2 separate regions of the Ovis aries genome follow, and region 1 is linked to region 2. Evidence: chromatin contacts called from public Hi-C data. All regions are on one chromosome and are shown on one strand. The core of a region is the stretch at or near the end of the contact, and the rest is flanking DNA. Distances in the headings are between cores, read along the strand shown. Region 1 overlaps PDE8A (phosphodiesterase 8A). Region 2 holds the start of PDE8A (phosphodiesterase 8A).

Evidence for each region. A called contact is a pair of places that touch in the nucleus more often than the background predicts.
Region 1: a Hi-C map of hypothalamus shows a contact between it and region 2, with 2.9 times the contacts expected there. The contact joins the enhancer-like site here to the promoter of PDE8A in region 2. A contact is called at or near these places in 2 of 16 Hi-C or Micro-C datasets (hypothalamus and omental adipose tissue).

Annotation. Positions count from the first base shown.
Region 1 is chr18:22,020,879-22,025,163 of ARS-UI_Ramb_v3.0, reverse strand. The region is part of intron 1 of PDE8A (phosphodiesterase 8A); the gene reads right to left. Among named protein-coding and RNA genes, the nearest start is that of PDE8A, 49 kb to the right of the region's middle. Within about 2 kb of position 2,078, at least 13 of the 54 cell types and tissues checked have an H3K27ac peak or open chromatin away from gene starts, as enhancers often do. A contact at or near this core is called in hypothalamus, where this site is marked.
Region 2 is chr18:21,972,244-21,976,650 of ARS-UI_Ramb_v3.0, reverse strand. PDE8A (phosphodiesterase 8A) reads right to left here and starts at 2,849. Exons shown (of 21, transcript XM_060401660.1): 1 at 2,236-2,849. The coding sequence starts at 2,304.

The DNA.
Region 1 (4,285 bases), core at 829-3,328, 49 kb before region 2:
CTGGGCACTTTTGATGATTTACATTTTCAAATTTTTGTCTGTTTTTTTCCTCCTTCAGCAAATTTCTGTACTTCTCATTCATAACTATCAGATTTATAAACTATTTTCACTTCACTTATTTACTTCACTATTTTCTATACATTGTCTTATGTCACTGTTAACTCTGCCTTCATTTCTTAGATGGCTTTCATTTTTTCCTTCACATTCCTGAATTTAGATTTCTTTGCCTGCCGACTTGCCACCTCTTCCCAAAGTTCCTGTATTTCTGATTTGTGCTCCAACTCTTTACAGCAGTGAGCTGACTTTTTTCTTTAACTTGTGAAATATTTGGTCAAATTTTCACTTGTTCTGTGCCAGTGTTTCTCTAGTGAGTGCTGTTCAACATCAGCTCTTTATTTCATGTTTCTTCATCATTTAAAAAAAATTATTATGTTTGACAAGATCCTGATCTGGTCCATTTTTTTTTAAAATCTATCTTAGTTTAGTTATTTGAAGAAGGTTCACTTGGGAGAGGAGCCAGAGCCACGTCCAGGCGGATGGGAGTACTCTTTCTTTTTGGGGGGAGATATTCTTGAGCTTCTCGTCCTCCACCCGGGTGGCTGTGGGCGCTGTTCACAGCAGAGTCCTGTCCCTCCTGCCCCCACAGCTCAGCCTGCTCCCCACAAACACTACTTGTATAAGTCCTCATTCAGGGCACCCTCCTCTGTGTCTTGGAATCAAACTGGATCTGGTAAAGCTCCTGCCACCAGGCTGTGCAGTCGCTTCCACTCTTTCAAACCAGACATTTTGGTTCTGAACCCCAGGGTGTATCCCTCATCTTGGAAAGTGCTATTTGCTAGCTGAGTTTTCTTTTCCGGAGGTCTGCAGCTACGAGTGTTTTCTACTTCCTCTCTATCCCTGGTCCAATCTTTCAAGAACTTTTTCCACTTGTTTTCTGGTTTCGGGTTGCAGACATCTTCTAATTTCTCCAAAGACAGAGTTTTCATTTCCAGGGTTTTTTTCAACCCCCTCCCTAGTTGCTTGGGATAATTTTCAAGGGGAATATGAAGAAAGGCTAACTTTATCACATTCAAATCTTAAGTTTTCCTTTTTTTCCTCCAAAAAGAAAGCGCTTTTATAGTTTGAGTCTAAAGTAATACATGGTTACTCCAAAATCCACAGAGTACAAAACGGATGCAAAGGAAGAAACAGCTGTGACCTGAAATCTATCTCAGTAACCTAAAGGAGTACTCCATGTTAGCAAGTGAGCACATACCCTGATGCACACATAAATGAACTCTTCCCACACTTTCCCTTAAAACTGAGAATTTTCTTGCAAATATGGATCTGTTACAATTTTTAATAGCTACATGATATTCACAAGAACTTCCTTTTAACTGAGAGTATCATGAGACACTGAAATGTTTAAACTTTAAAATGAAACAACCCAATAAAACCAGAAGTCGTGCCTCTTTAAAGACCAAATTTTCCACATTTTAGTTTCCGTATAAATCTGAGAAAATGAGGGACTTATTCCACTGGCTTTTAGAAATAAAACAAGGAGGCCTAGGTCTTTAAAAGCTAGGTTACTAAGGGTTCTTAAGTTACTGTCTCCAAGACCTTTGTTCCCTGTATATAGTAAATATACTGTATTTTCCTGGTTTTTCATTTACAAGAGGGAGAAAATCCAAGCAACAAGATTATCCAAGTTTTATACTAAGGACAGTCTCTACAGGTTATTAATCAAGAAGCAAGTCTAGGGAATTTCAGGCTGCTCCTTTCACAACCCAAGGTGAGCCTGCACCATGGTGTCAAACCAGGGAATGCATGCAAATTGCCTGCAGTCTGAGTTTTCATTAAATTGCCTTTTCTAATCCATTTCCTTAATTACTGACAATAGAGACTTAGAACTATATAAACACAGACCCTTAAAGCTGGCTGGAGCTGTTCAGTAAAGAGAAAACATTCTGTTCTTTCGCTTAGCAGACCACAGAGACATTTTTTCTTTCTACGAAACATCCCTGACACAAATAAGCAAGCCTCTGAATGGCAGAGCACTGGCCGGCACCAAGGAGCAGCAGCTGTGAGAGAGTATTACTCACAAAAGCACTCCAGCAAGCGCTTGAGCGCAGCCTGGAGGTTAGGATACGCCCCTTACAAAACTGGGTAATGCCCGATTCAGCAGTAAAGCAGTCAGGCCCAAGAAGACCTGGAGCTCAAGAAGCACAGTGATCTGCCTCCAGTGGCTTACTATAATCAAGCTACCACCACCACCACCAGTTGTGACCTCTGGGTGTTTACTATGTACCAAGGACTTTCTAATTCAATACTCTCATCAACCCTATGAAATAGGAACTGTTATCATTACTCCTGACTACAGACTGGAAACAGACTCAACAAGGTTAATCTGTAAGTGGGGGAACGGAACCGGACACCAGAGCTGAGTAACACCCCAAGACCCACACCTGCACTGCACCACACTGCCTCACGAGCTGAACAGTTAAGGAACTCAGAAAAGGGGTAAAGTGCCTTTGATCAAGAAAGGCACAAGAGGCAAGAATCAGGCTGGGTCTGGAGAGGCAGGCTGGACTTGGGCGAGCAGAGAGGCAGAGAAAGGGCAAAGTTCTTGTAAGCAAAAGCATACAGAAAAGGAAGGCAGAGGCAGTCTTTGACAGCCATGTGGGTGATGCTAATTACACAATCTCCTCCCCCTCGCCCGCCCCCTCTCGTGTCCCATCTATCTGGCCAACTCCCGTTCAAGAAACTGGAGGACGAGATGCGTGAGAGACAAAGATAGGAGTCCGGCCCCAGTTCTGCCTCTCATCATTATGTGGCCTTGGGTTAGTCACTTACATCTCTGGGCCTCGGTCTGGTCAGCCAAGTAAGGAATGTAATGGGCAATCACGTTCAGGTAACATAATAGTATCTCATGTATTTAAAAATCTTTTAGGATATATAGATTTCCTTTTGTAAAAAGGATATGAAATTAGGTATTTAATCAGCAGGTTTGGATGTGAAATTGTCATTCCTTCATTCCAACAAATATTTATAGGGCCACTTTTTATGGGCTAAACCTTACTGAGTACTGAGGTTATAGAAATAAAAATATGGATCTTATCTTCCAGAAGCTAAATATAGAATGAATATAGAAGAGCAGAAAAACATTAAAAAATAATTACAACACTTTGTGAATGTTTAACAACAAAAACTTGTACAGAGCATGGCTGAGAAGTGACTGATTAACCTGCCGGCAGGGGGGCGGAGGGGGACGCAAAATTCTTAAATGTGTTCAAGAGAGTGATGCCTACTCAGGTAAATCCTCAAGGAACTGCAGGGCTGTGCCAGGTAAGGAGAAGTAAAGGAGCAGTCTAGAAAGAGAAAATGTTATGTGCCAAGGCAGGCTGGAGCCAGCATGTTCAGAAACAGCCAGAGGCTCAGTGTGGTTAAGATGGAAGACTCCCTGGTAGGTGAGGCCACAGAGGGGGTCGGGTCAGAGGGCAGACGGCCGGGTTCACCAGCAGGCCTCAGCAGTCAGCAGTGCCCCGGTCAGGTGAGTACTCAAGGGCCCAGGCACAAATTCCAGGTAAAAATAATAAAATGGCTCCCAACCCCCAGCAGCAGGTTTGAGCTGCTCCCACATCCCCGACTCTGATCACAGCCAGAACCAGAAATGAGCGACGAAGTCCCACAGGAGGAGAAGACCAGTGAGGCTGGGGGACTGGTGGGGGCAGCAGCTGGGACATCAAGGCAAACTGGGTCGAGTTCAGTGGAGGCTGAAGTTCAGGGAACTCAAGATACTTCACAGGCAGGAAGACAACTCAGGAAAAGCCGTGACAGTCACTGTCAGACTTCTCAAGGACTTCATACACGGAGAGAAAAGCTGAAATGGCTGTGGGACTTCACCTAGTAGGCCCGGCCCATGGAAGTTGACAGAGAGGTTCGGGCTGAATGAAAGAGAGGAAGACGCCTGAGACGGCCTCTGTAAGATGCCTTCCTCACAGCACCTCCCCATCTACGCCCCGCTGGCACTTCATGCTGTGGCCCTCTGCGGAGCACAGGCACCCAGAGCCCTGGGCCGACGGGACCCAAGGGGCAGCTGCTGATGGGGAAGGCCTGACTGTAGCCCGCCAGGCTCCTCTGCCCATGGGATTCTCCAGGCAAGGATACTGGAGTGGGCTGCCATGACCTCCTCCAGGGGATCTTCCCGACCCAGGGACTGAACCCAAGTCTCTTGCATCTCCTGCCTTGGCAGGTGGGTTCTTACCACTAGCGCCACTTGGGAAGCCCCAGTGGGACACAGTCTGGT
Region 2 (4,407 bases), core at 1,600-4,099:
ATGAATCCATTTCTAACCCTCTAACTGGAAGATCTAGCAATAAGCAAGAAAATCAAGACAATTCTACAAATGACACAGCAGCAGAGACTGATGAGCCTCAACAATCTATACAGCCGTGCATACAGGAATATTTCCCCCTAGATTAATACACAAACAAAAGCATGAATTCCAGCTCTAAAATTTCAAATCAGAGAACCAGAAAGCGTCTGCAGTCTGTCTTCATGAACTTTTTTTCCTTTTTAAAAAAAGGAAAAACACCTTTCCTTTAGAAAACCTTAACAAAGACGAAGCCCAGAAACTTTGGCAAAACATAGCCAAGGCAACAGGCGCTGGAGAAGACACGCAATTTTACAAAGTTACCAAATGTCCCAGTAAGACTGGTTGATAAATTAACTTCGTTCTGCTGAACGCTTCAAAAACTGCGGTTTTGATAGTATTTTCTAATTACACAGGCTTTAAGAACAACATGTATGCTAATAAACGGGGACCTCAAATACATGTGCAATGAAGCAAAGCTGATATTCCAGATTACATTTTAAATAGTCCAAAGAAAATGGAAAACTGCAACTGCAGGCTTGCGCAAAGCCCAAACCGGGAAAACACAACTGGGCGGCAGGGTCCAGTACCCCGGCTTCGCAGGCTGGCCGCCCTTCCCTTCCACCCGGAGAACCAGAAGAACAAAGTTCACACTGACTGAACGTTCAGGGTCGCGCCAGAATATCGAGGGGAGGAGGAGGCGTCCTCCGCACCCGCTGTCTGGGTAGGGAATGGATTCAAGCGCCTTGGTCAAGTTCACGGCGGTTCCTCGCCCCAGACGGCGCGACAGACATGCCCCGGGAACCGACGCCGCGGTTCAGGGAGCGTCCTCCTGAACAACTCGGCTAAGCGGGGCCCCCAGGACCGGGGTCAATCCTCCTCCCGGCGCCGCCCCGGCCAGGACGGTCCGCGGGCGTCCGTCAAAGCCGGGAGAGAGGGCACCGCGGCCGAGGACGGAGCCGCGCCCGGCCCTGCGGGAAGGCTGCCGCCCCGCGGGGCCCGGGTTTCACCGCGGACCGCAGCCCCGGAGCCGCCCGCCCGCCCGGCGCCCCTTTACCTTGCTGCCGCTGCCTCCGCGAGGCTCGGACTCTGCGAGGCTGGAGCCGGGGTCCCGGGTCGAGGCGGCCGTCTTCTGGCCGGGTGGGAGGCTCGGCCCGCCGGGCGGGAGCGGCGGCGCCGCGGGGCCCGGCACGTCCTCGGCCTCCTTGCCGCCGGGATACACCCCACGGCTCTCGGAAATGTGGATGCTCGGGGCGCAGCCCATGCTGGCGGCAGCGCCGCGGACACGCTGGCGGGCAGCCGCGATCCGGTCAGTAAACGGCCCGCCCGGCGCCTCGGGGCCGCCGCGTGCGCCGTGTCATCTCCGCCTGGGCGGGCGGCGGCGGCGGCGAGCGCGGGTCTCCCGTCAGGAAGTGCGGCCGCCCCTTTTATCGCGGTGCGGGCGCGGCGGCGGCGGCGGCGGAGGCGGCGGGGAGGGGGCGATGGGGCGGGCAGCGCACCGCGGCCGCCCCTCCGAACATGCCCTTCCAGAGGAGGGAGCCGCCGGCCGTCTCCCCTCACATCGCCGCGCTCGTCTCTGCCGCGCCGCGCTTCCGGGGAATTTCAGGGGAGGAGATTTGCGCTCTCCCGGCCCGAGAGCCGACAAGTCCCCGCCGCGCGAGCGACGCCGCCCTCGCCGTGAGGCGGCGCGACCCCCCGGGGGAGGTGCGCTCCCGGCTACGCCCGCTCCGGCCCCGGAGGCGCTGTGGCCGGCGCCTCCAGAGGCTCCGGGCTCTCACGTCTCTCCGCCAGCCGCCCCACGGATAAATGCCCTCCGAGGGCTGGTGGCGGAGAAAGCTAGAACGGTTGAGCGGTGCAGGCCGGAGGAATCCCGCCGGGACAGCAAGGCCGTGTCCACCCCGGGAGGGACGGAGGGACGCGGACCTGAGGCCGCGCCGTCGAGAAGCGCTGAAGCGGCGGCGCTCGCTCAGGAGCTGCGGGCGGCGCGGCTCCGGCTCCGGCTCCGGCTCGGTATTCCGGGCCGGGTCTTGCCGGCAGCACGCCGCGCCCAGCCCCCAGCGGTGACCTCCAGCGGGTGCTGGCGTCAATGCAAAGCAGCTGGGGTGCCCGCCGCCGCCTCCCGGCTCCGCCCGCCACGGAGCATGCGCGGCCACGACGGGAGGGGCGCGCGGCCAGGCTGCGGGAGGGAGAAAGACTTACCCATGGCCGCACGTGGTCACCCCCGAGCCAGTGGTCTCTGATCTCCGGCCTGTGGCCACTAAAACCCATACCTCAGGGTTCGAATCCCGGCTCCGGAACTTAGCAGCTGTGTGACTTCGATCAGGGCCCTGTCTCTGAGCCATTCAAGAGCCAGGAGGGGGAGGGTGGGGGGTGACGGGTGTTACTGACTCGGGCTCAATCCGTGTCCTCGCGTGCCAAGATCTGGAGCCCTAGGCCCGCCTACACCGGCGACTGGGAGGCTGGGATGACAAGAAGCCACATTTCGTGGCAGGCTGGGGATGCCGTCCTACTCGTCCTTAACCAGAGGAGGCCTGTGATGACGCCAGACGCGTTGGCAGAAGGGCACCCCACACACATCGCCACCCGCTCACTGTGTGACCTTGGGCGAATCACTTAGCCTTTCTGTGCTAGGTCTCCTCCCACGATCAACTGGAGAGTGGCACCCCTGGGTGTGCATCACGTACCCTGGAGCTGCCCACCTCGGACCCACCCTCACTCCCGCCCCTCTCTCCCTGCGGCTCGCGGTCAGCCGAGACCCGGCACGGCTAGTCCCTTTCCTCTGCCGCCGTCCACACCTTTCCTAGCGCGGCCCTGGAACGACCCTGAGGTGCCGCCCACTCCCGCCTTGGCCCCGGCTACTGTGAAGACCTGGAGGGGTATTCCGGGCTGGAGTCCCTGCTGCGGCGCTGGCACTGCCGCAGAGGCTCCAGCGCTGGGTTCCCTGCGGCGGCTCAGGCTTCAGGGTGCTAGGGAATCTAAGATCCACAGCCCCCGCGCCCTCTCCAGCAGGGATCTTTAGGGCCCGAGGTGGGCACCGGGCAGTTCCCCAAGGGCAGCAGAGCAGAAAGGCCCGGTAACCGGGGAGCAGCTTCCCTCTACCGGCCCTCTTTACTAACCTAGCTGGCCCAAGCCACTGGCACATGACTTATATTATCAAGTTCAAGCACATTTAGCAATAATCATAATACCCTCCCTGCCTTATAAAAATACCAACGGCTCAATGACGATGTCTTAAAAGACACAAGGGAAGATTTTTACTATCACCAGTAATTCTACCAGCACTGCAGTGTTTTCTGCCTCAGTGCTCCTGGATTTAGAAGGTAATTTTTCCAGGCAGAACCATGACTCTTCTAAATAAAGAGTAATTGGTGAAGAAAATGCTTTCAACCATCAGAGAGTTTGCAAGTCTGTCTCAGACCCTCTGTCCTCCCTGCTCTGCCTCACTGAGAAGTCTGGCCTTGATGACTACCAGCACTGACCTTGCCTCCTTCCAGCACTCCAGGGTGCCTCCTGGGCCCACCTTCTAATACAGGACATTGTTGTCCTGGCCTCTCTCTGGACATCCTTGAGCCCTGCTCTAATTAGGGGTGAGGACACTTACCCCCAGCTGACCCTGATCCCCTTATCCACTAGCTAGCCTCCTGCGCTGCCCTGTGCTATCGTGAGCTGGTCACTTACCCTCTGTTCTCAGAGAACTGTTGCATAGTCACATTAACTGATTTCCAGGTCTGCAATTTAGGAATGCTAAACTTAGAGACCTAAAACCAAGAATGAAGTAGGAGCAGGCAGGAATGGTGGGAGACATTTGCCTACTTCTGGGGTCACAAGGAGCAACCCCCCACTCACTTCCATTCATACTCTGGAACTCAGCCTGGAACACTCCAGGAAGTCACAGCTTCCCCCCTCACCTTAGCTAGCATCAATTCCACCACTGCCCTCCTTCCCTGGCCATCATCTGAACCTCAAAGTCCCTGAACACTTCTCTACCCAGTTTCCCCAGACCTCAGTGACAAGGGACACAAAAGGAGTCGCAGTGACAAAACCAACCCGAACCTCACTGGTATGTGCCACTCACTGGCTCACCCAGGACTCCGGAGCCCCTGTGAAGAATCCCTCCACATAGGTGTGTGTGAAGAGAGCTCACACACAACCCTACTCCTGCTGCAGGAGAGGCACCCCCAGCCATGTGGGTATCTGGAAGTTGGTGGCATGCAGAACATACTCCCCCGCCACCCCAATCCATTCTCCCCGCCCCCAACTGCAGGGACCCTCAAACAGGACTGCTTGACCCCCTACCAGGCTCAAACTTGTCAATGAATGTCAACTTCAGTTCTTATTCTGCATGAGGTAAATGGGACCAGGAAAGGACTC